Linked DNA regions of Manis pentadactyla: region 2 is linked to region 1. Evidence: chromatin contacts called from public Hi-C data. All regions are on one chromosome and are shown on one strand. Each heading gives the region's core, a stretch centred on a gene start, on an enhancer-like site or on the middle of the called end of the contact. The rest is flanking DNA. Distances are from core to core; before and after follow the strand shown.

Region 1 (5,913 bases), core at 2,108-4,607:
CGTAACAGTCGCTGGACAAAACCCCGAACGTCTCGCCGTGGGATGTGACTTGTCCCCGGGCACATCCCTGGCAGCCAGGAGAATGTGGGGCCGACGAGGGCTGCCCCCGATTCCAGGGGGCTTTAGGGAGAGGGCCCTGTGGCCGGGCGATGGCCTCGACAGGCAGTGTGTTGGGGGTTTCAGGAACCTTTCCCTGGCTGCTGCCTCCCTGCAGCCCGGCCCCCCTTGGGACAGGGTCCCCTGCAGTGTCCCCACCCCACTGCAGAGCTTGGAGGGCGCCGGCGAGTTGTTGCATGGAACACAGAGCCCTCCCAGCGGGCTGACTTGGGGTCCCACGGGGGGTGCGCTCTCGGGGAGAGGAAGTCCAAGTGTCAGGGAGTGGGGCGGCCAGGACAGGGAAGGGGGAGGCGTGGCCCGGGCTCCAGACCCTCTGATCTGGGTGTGAGTTTGCTAAATAAAAGCTCCCATCTCCCATTCCTGGCTGGCTTCTGCTGTGGTGCTTGCCACCCCAGAGAGGGTCCCAGCCCTCGGTGGGGACCCGAGTCCTCATCTCAGCTCCACCGAAACACCTGCGGCGGCATCCTCAACCCCACAGAGCCCCTGCCTCCTCAGTGGCAAAACGGGGTGCAGTGCCGACCTGCCCGCTCCCAGGGTCACGGTGGGGTGGGCTGAGGTCCCGTATGAGAGGGGTCTCTGCCTGGGACGCCAGCGCCACCGACCCGTGTTTCAAGGAGCAGGTTCTAAAGAGCAGGGCACCACCGACTCCGGGCACCTGTGAGCATCTCACACACTGTTGCCTGGTCAGCGAGGCCCCAGCTCTTTGCCCTCAAACATGACCAGTGAAACTGGGCAAGGGCTGGTCACAGGCTGGCAGCGGGGAGCCCTCAGGAGGGGTGTGTTGGAAGGTGTCAGGGGCTCTGATGTCCATTGCCCGCCCCCGTCCCCTGCCGCCTCCGTTGCCAGGCCCTCGGAACCACACTGCCCTGCAGGTGGCACATGAGGAGGGAGGGAGACAACAGAAAACATATCATAATTACAGAGCCATCATCCATTAAACAAGGTGGTTTTGACCCTAAATATGGTCACCCACAGAAACAGGCCAGCACAGAGAAAGTGGAGACACTTCACCAGGAAACTGCCCTGAGATCAAGGGCCACAGGAGGTCCCTGGGGAAACAGGGAATTTTTAAAACAGTGTATTTTTAAAACTGTTCCACCGGTCATGTCACTGGGAGCATCAGTGAGTTCTGGTGACAGGGAAATGGAAGAATGACTAGATGGCACCCTGTGCCCAAAACAGACCCCAGAGATAAGAGATGAGGTGGCTGAGCCGGGTTGTGCCAGGCCGGCCCGCATGCAGCTGCCGGGCTGGGAGTCAGGGCAGCCTTACCTCCTGCTGGAGAAAGGGTCCCACTCCCCCGAGCTGGACCACCAGCGGCCGTGTGTGGAGCTGGAAGGTGGGCACACACCTTGCTGTGGTGATGCCACCCTCTGCATTGCAGAGGGGACACCGTGTCAGCTATCATAGTCCAACAGCACACAACCGAATGTCCATTAATAGAAGGGACTGATGTCACTTCCAGCTTCTTAAACTGTGACATCCCCATCACGGGGAAATGTGAAATCACATTTTCAAAGACAAATCACGTAAGAAATGCTGCCACTATAAGTATCAAGTAATAAAACAGGACCCAAAACAGCCAGCAGCCCTTCCAATGTGGAGACTGGTAAGACACAGGGAGTGTTCACAGGCATGGCCTCTGTACGGGCTAAATTTTCTGCTTTATATTTTTCTGTGCTTCCCAAATGTTCCACAACAAGTATGTGTTATTTTTATCATAACAACAAAAAACAACCACCAAACAGCGTATTTTTAAAAACTGCTCTGCTCAATAGCAATCTGATGATGAGGATCCCGTTTTGAGCCCCTGGTATTGAGTTTCCCAAACTGACCTGTCATTCGAGGTGCTGGGCTCCTATCCCCACATCCAGGCAAGGCCTCCATTCTTGGCGCACAGCGCTGTGCCCAAGCGGGCTCCCGGTGACAGTGGCCTGTCATGAGAATCCCCTGTCCTCATTTCCTCTAGCCTGAGTCAGGAGCACATTAACCCTTCATGTTCTGCCAGCAAAGGGAGGCAAGTCCATTGCCTCTGTTCTGCCTCCAGCGCCCTCCCCTGGACAGTCCTGGACACAGCGGGACCTGGGGACACCCTTAAAGGTCTCTTCACCAACGTGGGACTGATGCCCAAGGCGAAGGGAGGGGCTGTCCAGGGTGGGTGTGGGGGAATCAGGCAGGTGAGCCGGGCTGGGAAGCACCTTGTAGCCCAGGAATTAACTCATCAGTCATGGCAGTACCTCGCGTAGGCCACGTCCTCAGCTGCACACATCAGGAGAGCAGGGACTGGCCTAACTTTGCCAGAAGCAAGGGCTGTCACCCTGCGGCCAGTCCCTAGTGGGCACTGGGAGGCCTCCCTCAGAGCCGGCCGCCGAGGCCCTCCTGCGTCACAGCACACCTAGACGATTTGCAAGGCCCGTGTAGGTGAACGAGGGAGGGGCCGACAGGTGGAGGCGCCCACCTGGCCACCCCAGGCTGCGGGCTTCTCTCCTGCGGACCTGCAGGCCCTCGGCTGGGAAGCCTTTGCTCCGACCATTGGCAAGAGAAATGTAAGCGACCTCCCCTCAGCACCCCAGGCCCAGAGCCCAACCGAGACCCAGAGAGGAGGGAGCCCCCTGGAACCACCTGGAACCCGGAGCCGGAGGAGAGGCCGGCTGCTGCCTTATTTTTAGATGTCCCCATTTCTTAGCTGCCTTTGGCTCTACAGCTAATGAAGACACCAGGGCAGCCGGAGGCCAAGGCCACGATGGGGGTGTTGGAGCCTCAGGGTCCCCTGTCCCCATCACCTGGCTGGTGGGGCGCTCGCAGAGGCCTCCTCACCTCTCTGGGCACCCCCTTAACCACCAAGGACTTCCGCACCACCACGGGCCCCACGTTTTGAAAGCCCTGCTGACCGAATGGCACTTTCTCACTCCAGTCAGTGTTCCTGCTTGACACAACAGGAGGTCCCATGGGTCGTCAGTAACCACGGATAAGCCAACGTATGTGGAGCCCAGAGCTGGGGCCTCGGCATGCCCTCCTGAGGCCCCAGCACAGGCCCACTGCCCGCCTCTGGCCCCTGAGGAAACAGGAGGGGTGGGCTGCACCCCACCCCAGTCAGCCCGGTGCCACGGGGAGGGGCCGCGCCCTGCCTGGGCCGCCCTGGAATGCCGTCCAGGAGGAGGCTGGCTTCCGGATGGGGGGTGGCCGGTGTGGGCTTTCAGGGAGGAGCCACCACCTCTCCCCTTCCCCCACTGGCCCACCTCCCCTCCCGCCCTCCCACCAGCACAGACAGAGGCTAAAAATACCCTTGTCCCCACGTGGCTGCCCAGCCCAGCCTAGAAGGCCTTCCCTGCGGCCCTGGCCAAGCTGTCCTGTTCCGCCGAGTTCTCAGAGAGGAGGCCCAGGGGCCCACAGGTAGGGCCCCGGGGGCTCTAGAGCAGCGCTGACAGGGAGGGGAGGTGGGGCCTGGGCAGGGAAGGGGTGCGGGAGGTGGGTTGCGGTGGGACAGCGCCCCAGGCTTGGAGGCCGCAGCCCTGGGTGATTCGGAGAGAGCCCCCAGCCCTGGTCAAGCCCAGCCCTCTGGAGCGGGTGGAGGCTCAGCGGGCACCCTTCCCTCCGCGCCCGGGAGAGGCGGGCGGGTGTGGGGCTGGACCCACCCTCTGGGCACAGCCAGGGCCACAGCGTCCAGTCACCGGCCGAGCTGACCTGTCCACTCAGCCCTCCAAACTCGTGGCCACGGCGGGCACGGGGCTGAGGCCTGAGACTCCCCAGCAGCCCCCTCCCGGTGGACCCTCGGGCGGCCGGTGTCCGCGGCCCCCGCTGAGGCCCCGCGGGCAGGTGGCTGGGCGCGCCCCCTGCCGGCCCTGTCCTGCCAAAGGGGGCACAGCCGTGCTGGGAATGCGAGGCCCGGGGTGGTGGCCGGGCAGGGGGGACGGCGGCCGATGGGCCCAGGCAGGTCCCGCGGCGGGTTCCCTGTGCACTTCCCGACCCGGCGGGGCCGCGCAGGGCCACACGGCCGTCACGGCTCCGCGGGCCCCGCCCTCCGGCGGCACCCCCAGCTCACTGACTCTCTTGACGGGCTTTGCCATGTTCATCCTGCCTGTTGCGCCCAACCCGTCTCCGGGGCCGCGCAGCCCCTTCGATGGCCTGGACGGCGCCCCCTGGTGGCCAGACGGGCAACTCCGCGTCTGCGCAGACCTAGATCTGTTGGGGCGGTTTTCTTAGGGTAAAATATCACAAGTACAGAAATAAATATGCACATAATTAAATAGGCCCACAATCAAGCGAGATGAACACTGGGAGGCAAAATTGCTGTCAGGGAGTTTTCCTTTGTGGTGGTGGGGAGGCGCTCTTTACCAAGCTACCCCTGGAGACGTTAACCTGGGGCTCAGCAGGGGCCCCCCAGCCTGGCTTCCCCACCTGCTGGCCTGGTGATCTTGCACAGGCGACTTCAGCCTTTTGTGCCCCCGCGTGCCCATCTGTAAAGGCGACCCTGGTAGCACCCACCTCGCAGGGCTGTCGTCCCAGCTGAGTGGTGGATGCATGTGATGTGCAACCCTCAGGGCATGGCCTGGCTCGTGGGGACCCCTGTGTCAGCATGGTCACTTAGGCCCTTTCTCTGCCAGCCTCTCAGTCTGCAGGTGAAGAAACTGAGACCAGAGTGGGGCGTGGCTCACCCAAGGTCACACAGCAAGGTTGTGGGGGGTGAGGCTCCCTGTAAACCTCTGACAGTGAGGACCTACGGGACAGATCTGGGAGCAGAGGAAGCCACTTGAAGGGTTGGGGGCCACAAGGATCCCCAGCTCCAGAGGCCTGTTCCATGGGTGGAGCTTGGGTTCTCCTGTTGGCCCCTTCCTGCCTGATTGCTGGGCTGAAGGCAAGTCTCTCCTGCCCTCTCTGAGCCTTAGCCTCCTGGCTGTAAAGCAGGATTAACACAGTGCCTGCCTCACAGGGCGAGGGGCTGCACCAGGTGATGCTGGGTAAAGACTTCATACATCGTTGACGGCAAGAGCTGATGGACAGTCGGTCAGATGGGTGGGCGAGTCCAGCAGATGAGTCGTCCCTGCACCCCCTGCTGACCCTGCCCTCTTCTCTCCCTAGGCTCTCAGGCGGGCACCCAGCCCTTCTTCCCCCTGAGTGGGTGGGCCGCAGGGACCCGCACTGGCTTGGGCGGTCATGGTTCAGAACGTGGACGACCTGGATTTCCACCTGCCCTCGCATGCCCAGGACATGCTGGACGGCCTGCAGCGGCTGCGCTCTCAGCCCAAGCTGGCCGATGTCACGCTGCTGGTGGGCGGCCAGGAGCTGCCCTGCCACCGCGGCCTCCTGGCGCTGAGCAGCCCCTACTTCCACGCCATGTTTGCGGGAGACTTTGCAGAGAGCTTCTCGGCACATGTGGAGCTGCAGGATGTGGAGCCCACCGTGATGGGGCAGCTGCTGGACTTTGTGTACACAGGACGACTGACCGTCACGCAGGGCAATGTGGAGGCGCTGACGCGCACAGCCGCGCGCCTCCACTTCCCTGCCGTGCAGAAGGTCTGCGGCCGCTACCTGCAGCAGCAGCTGGACGCCACCAACTGCCTGGGCATCTGTGAGTTTGGGGAGCAGCAGGGGCTGCTGGGTGTGGCTGCCAAGGCCTGGGCCTTCCTGCGGGAGAACTTTGAAGCCGTGGCACATGAGGACGAGTTCCTGCAGCTGTCCCAAGACCGGCTGGCCACCTGTCTGGCCAGCGACCTGCTGCAGGTGCAGCCAGAGCGAAGCCGGCTGGAGGCCCTGCTGCGCTGGGTGCGCCATGACCCAGAGGTCCGGGCTGCCCAC
Region 2 (5,913 bases), core at 1,532-4,031, 420 kb before region 1:
ATGCAATATTCATGACTGGGCTTAATAGAGACCCCTCTCTACCCTCTTGATTCAGGGCTTTTTCATTTCTCACAGGCTCCTGTCCCTTCCACCAAGACAAAAAAAAATGATTGCAATCCAAACGAGTGCTTTGTTGGGGGCGTGGGAGTGGGCATCCCAGGGAAGGGTCTCATCACTTAGCACAAAGAACCCCGAGATTACTGGGTAGTTGTTCATCCCCATGCCAATCTGTATTAAGTGAGCATCTGGACCCATTTGAAATGGATTCCTTAAAGGCTTCTGTTCATTATCCGGTTTACATTCAAGGCCTTTAACTAGCGTTTTCCCAAAGGCCACTATTTAAGCAGGAATCTCCTTCCAGAGAAACGGACCTGGCAAGTCATCAGGGATCCCAGCTAAGGCGCTCTGGCCCCCAGTAGGACAAACTCCTCACCCTCACTTTGCCCTTTTGATTATGCACACACAGACACACGCATAGGCACACACAGATATGCTCACACACAGACACAAACACATGGATACACACAGACACACTTAGATACAAACACACGCATACACACACAGACAGACACGAACACACACAGAAACACACAAACACACACAGACACTCAGAAACAAACACAGACTCTGAGATATAAACATGTGCACAAGAACAAACAGACCCTGATAAAGGCGCACACTCGCACAGACATTCTGCGCAGGGCACAGAGGTTTAAGCAATGACTCACCTGTTCCGCAGGCAGTCTGACCACCTGCCACCCGGGTCCTGCAGGGCCCCTCGTCTGTCCCCTTCCTCCCTCCTGGCCTGAGGCAAGGTCTGCCTCCCTGCGCAGGTGGTGGCCCTACAGGGACTGGCGGAGGCCTGCTCACACAGAAGCAGCAGCCCCGGCCAAGGCAGTGCCCAGCCCCCAGCCTCCTGCTTCCTGGGAGGCTCCCGGGCAAGGTCCACCGCAGGCATGAGGTCACCTGGGGCAGGGGCAGGGCGGGAGGCTGGCCCACAGAGCAGCACTACCTGAGCACCCGTGGAAGTCACGCGCTCCTGCCCCGGTGTTGCCCGCCTGCCGAGGTTCTCAGCTTTGTTATGGGTCCCATTTCAATGTCTCCCTCGGCTCCTTCCTCATTTCTGAGTGGATATTTGTTGCACTTGAAACCAGCAGCCCAGGAGAGAAGGAAGCCATAACAGCTGGGGGCCAGCTCTCCCAGGGCCCTCTGCCTGGAGCCGGAGGCCAGCAGGAGCGGCTGGTCCTGGTCAGATGTCTGGAGCCCAGCAGGATGCCACCGGAGGCTGCATCCCCCAGTGCCCTCCTCCAGCTTTGTCACCCTCCATCCCAGCAGCGCCTGCACGGGAGTGGGGGTCCAGGAGCGTGACAGAGGGAAGGCACTCTCATCCCCCCTGCTGCTGGGAGATATCTCCCTGGTCCCCCCACACCCCGTGGGGTGCTGGGGTCTTATGCTAGATGGCATTCTGCATAGGTTCCCTCAGGGACTCTGCTTCACCCACACCTCCCCTGGGGCAGGTGGATCCTTCCTCCTCGCCATGATCTCCTCTGGAGTGTGGCTGCCTCCCGGGATGCTGCCGGGGTCACTCCGTCACTGTGCAGACCCAGAACCCCTCTCCCCTCTTGAATGGCGCCCCCATCCCCCACCCGCCCCAGGCCAGGGACCACAGGTCTGAGTGACAGTGCGTGCTGCTCTGCCTGTGACCCCGAGGGTGGAGGGTCCAAGCATGAAACAGACGAACATGCTTTTCTCTTTTAACATGGGTGGGCTTCTCCTCGTTATTTAGAAGCATCAACCTTTCTGCAGGTTGTGCAGCAGAAAGGCACAAAATGGCAGGGAGTTGTAAATACCATTTTATGGCAGGAAAGCAAAGAGACAAAATAGTTAATAACCAGTCTTACATCCAAAATGGGAGTTTTCACCTGCAGTCAGAAAATAGGTTTGAAAGCCAGGTCCTGTCCACAGGAAAGATTTTTGGGGTCCATTAAGCTCCCATAGATTATGTTAAGGAGGGACCCAAATGGAGGGCAGAGGAAGGGACTGGGAAAAGAATGGGGACTTGGGGTCACATGCTTACAGCCACACACATGCCTTTCCCGCCAGGTCTCAAGGGTGAGGGGGCTTGCAAAGACTGAGGTGATCTCTGAGGAGCCCAGGAACCCTGAGGCCAGCACCTCCAGATATGCCCGAGGGGAAGGTGGAAACCCCTAGAAAAGCCCTCATCCTGTCCCAAATGTCCCATACATCCCCTACCCCACTGCCCTGAGGCCACTGGCCACACTCCTGGGTCACCAGCATCCACCTCGGAGAGGAGCAGATGCAGGAAAAAGGCGTCCAAGAGGCCAGGCGTTTCCCCTGACTCCTTACATTACTGCAGGAGACAAGCCACTGGACTGCACTAAAGTTGAGCATCTCCGCCTCAGTTTTCCGGTAGAGGAGGGCTCGTGGGGAAGTTCTCTTTTATTAATACGAAATAAAACTCCACTAAGAATCCTGTGACTTGTGGCCCCAGAGAGCTCAGGGATGGACAGAGGAAAGAGCCCAAGAGTCATGGTGCTCAACACCACACCTCCGTCAGCCCCCGAGTGCACACTGATCAGCAGGCGTGTAACAAGCTGCCACAGACAGGCTCACAACACACACTTACTATTTCACAGTTTCTGTGGGTCAGGGGTCTGGGCACAGCTCACGGGGTCCTCCACTCAGGGTCTCACAAGGCTGCTGTCAAGGCGCTGTCCTTCCCGGAGCCCGAGGTCCTCTCTGAGCTCGCCGTGGCTGTGGGCAGTTAGCTCCTTGCTGCTGTAGGACTGAGGCTCCATTTCCCTGCCGGCCGCCAGATCTGCGCCCAGCTCCTAGAGGCCACCTGCTGTTCCTGTCACGTGGCCCCTGACAGCCCTCTCTCACGGGGCAGGTTGCTTTGTCAAGGCCAGCAGGAGAGTCTCTGATTCTAGACCCTCTTTTAATTGGCTCGCCTGATTAGGTCAGGCCCCCAGGCACAATCTCCCTTTGCATTAACTCAAAGTCAGCTGAGGAGGGAGGGACCTTTGTTACATCAGCAAACCCCCTTCACCTTTGCCGTCACACAGCCTCATCTCGGGAGTGACATCTGTCAGATCTACATCCCTGGGCACACGCAAGGGGAGGGGATTATACCAGGTGCAGACACTAGGAGCCGAGAGTCTTGGGAACCACCTAGAATCCTGCTTACACCAATGTCTGAACCAAAGTGCACACAGGGAGACCACGCCCACCCAGGTGACAAAGCAAAAGCTGCCCCTCAGCACACTGCTGCTGGATGGCAAGGAACCCAGCTGACCCCAGACAACAGGACCTCCTCCCACCTTGCAAGGCCCAGAGGCACTGTGAGAGTCTAGAAGCCAGACAGTAGGGAGGGCCTGGGGGGGCTCGCCACTTCTCTGGTCTTAGGGTTACCTGCACAGCCCATAACCTGTAACGGGCAGGATCCTCCCGCCGGGGCCTCAGCAAGTCATTCCCCCTCTCGACACCTGTGTCTCCTCACCTCCAAGTGAGGGTCTGGACCAGATGGCCCCAGACCTCCCTTTCACCTCTGGCCTCTACATTAAGACCTCACCACAAAGCTCCACTGGGAGAGAGCCCCGGGCACTCACGTTCCAGTTGGAGGCATGTTCCCACGGGGACACATGGAGTCAGGCCGAGGCCCCCACCAACTCGCTGGGGGAGGATGGAGCCTCAGAGCACAGCCGCCCTGCTGCACAGACCCACAGGAACCTGGGACTGTGCACACCAGGCTCATCGTTGCCGGAAATCAGTGGAAATAAAATGTAAGCGATTTACTTACCTGACCTCAATATTATCTTTATAGGTTGCACCAACTTTTAACTTTCTTCCTTGGCACTTTATCAACTTTTCTGAATTGGCATTAACAGGGGCAATGTCCCTCATGCCCCTTAATTCGACCCATATGCAAGCAAGCACACTCATGTGCACATATTTCCCTTAATGCAAAATTATAGAATTTTGGAGCCAGAAGGGATCCTGGGGCTAATCTGGTCCAAGCCCCAGCCAGCGTCTGAGGAATCTCTGTAACCCCCCTGCCAACTGATTCAGTCCCTGCTCAAACAAACACCTTCAGTGCTGGGGGATTTCCAGCCTGAGGCAACCAGGCGGGGGGTTCCTTTCCACCCATTTGCCCCCCTGGGTCACTTGGCTAATTCCTGACCTCCTGCTGCATACACATTTCTGAGGTTTCTGCCAGCTGCCCGCCCAGATCCGCAGCCCCTTGCTCCTGGTAAGGAGACCCCGGGCGTGGCTCAAACTGTCCATGCAGCTCCCTTCAGTAGACATGCCCCACGACCCTCCTGTGGGAACTTCTGGAGGGCAGGGGCACCCCCGTTTCCCCTGGGGCTTCCCTGCCCCAACTCCTAGTATCACACCAAGCTCGTAGTTTGGTAGGTATCTGAGGTACAGATCTTCCGGGATATTCTTATCTCCTCAGGCCTTGGAGATAAGCAGGAACGGTCACCTGCCTCGCCTGGACAGCTTCACCCTTTCTTATCTCAACGGAACATTCCATCAGGGACTTCTGAACACCAGGTTACATTCCTCAGCTCAGCAATCAGGTTGAGGCTTGGCTGCCTGCCAGGCTGGGCAGAGCAGAGACCAGTCAAGACAAGTCCTGCCCAGAGGAGCCCAGGGGACTCCCGGTGACAGGCGGCCGCCCGGGGTTCCTACTCACTCCCGCAGGGGCAGAGGGCGCAGGCCACAGGCAGCGCTCACCTGGCAGCACAGGAGGGGAGGGGCCGGGGCCGGCTCCTCCCAGGAGGGGGTAGAGGATGTGCCTGGCAGCCCGGGGAGGGGGGGCCTCGTGAGCCCCGGAAGCAGCGCTGCAGGGAAAATCACAAGCGGGAGGGGTGTGAGCTGAGGGTCTGAGTGAGGTGGGAAACCGGACAGCTTTTGACCAGAGGACGTTGTTGTCTGACTGGCATTCGCAGAGTCGCCTCACTGCAGCTTTGAGGGGAGCAAGGCGGGTGCTGACAGGCTCATCAGAAGGCCCTGCGTCGCCCGGGCCAGAGACACCCTGGGTGTAGACCAAGGAGTAGTGCTCAGGAGTGGTCCGGATCAGGATGCTCTCTGAGGGTGGTGCCGGGAGAACTCCCTGAGGGATGCGATATGGGGTGTGAGAGGAGTGGAGACGCAGATGACCTGGGGTTTCGGCCTGAGCACAGGCAGATGGAGTTGCCATCAGCCGAGATTGGGAAGGCCCCAGCTGGAGTCTGGACACGGTAAGGTGGGAAGCCCACGGGGCACTGAAGGGGAAATGTGAGGGGGGCCGTCTGGGGCAGGACGGGGTTTGCTAGATACCTGAGGTTCAGGTCTTCCAGGATGTTCTCACCTCCCCAGGGCAGCCAGGCCTGAACCAAGTGGAGAGCTGTCACCCCTGGGGTCCACTCCGCATCTCCTGTCGGCTGCTCTGCGTCTCTGTGCTCAGAGCAGCCCACAGTTCTGGCCCTGACGAGGGACTAGCCCTGCACGGCTGTCGGCCGCATGAAGGGAAGGGCAGCTGGCCAGTATTCTGTTGAGCAGACCCTGTGCGTGCTGCTCCCCAATGTGGCTCGGTGATTCTAGACCCGTGTGGGGTGTTTCCAGAATGCAGGTTCTATGCCCAGATGGTTTTGCAATGACCCCTCCTTGCCACCCCCACTTGGAGAGTCGCTGCACATTTGCAAATAAAAGACCCCAGGAAGTCCTACAGTGGTACAATCTGTTCAACTTTATTTAAACCAGCATTTCCCAAATTTACTGGAGCCTAACTGCGTTTTTTGTGAGATGCTTGTCATCGTGCCCTGGAAATAGGGGGTCAGAACATGCATGCGGGGGGACCACCTGACCTGGTACCAGCCCCTCTCCTGGGTGCTCTCTGACAGTGTGTCC

The links. A called contact is a pair of places that touch in the nucleus more often than the background predicts.
Region 2: a contact with region 1 is called in a Hi-C map of skin fibroblasts, with 2.9 times the contacts expected there. The contact joins the promoter of RAB17 here to the promoter of KLHL30 in region 1. A contact is called at or near these places in 2 of 3 Hi-C or Micro-C datasets (fibroblasts and skin fibroblasts).

Annotation. Positions count from the first base shown.
Region 1 is chr6:2,697,569-2,703,481 of mManPen7.hap1, reverse strand. KLHL30 (kelch like family member 30) reads left to right here and starts at 3,357. Exons shown (of 8, transcript XM_057503371.1): 1 at 3,357-3,510; 2 at 5,197-5,913. The coding sequence starts at 5,272.
Region 2 is chr6:3,115,579-3,121,491 of mManPen7.hap1, reverse strand. RAB17 (RAB17, member RAS oncogene family) reads right to left here and starts at 2,781. Exons shown (of 6, transcript XM_036901091.2): 1 at 2,648-2,781.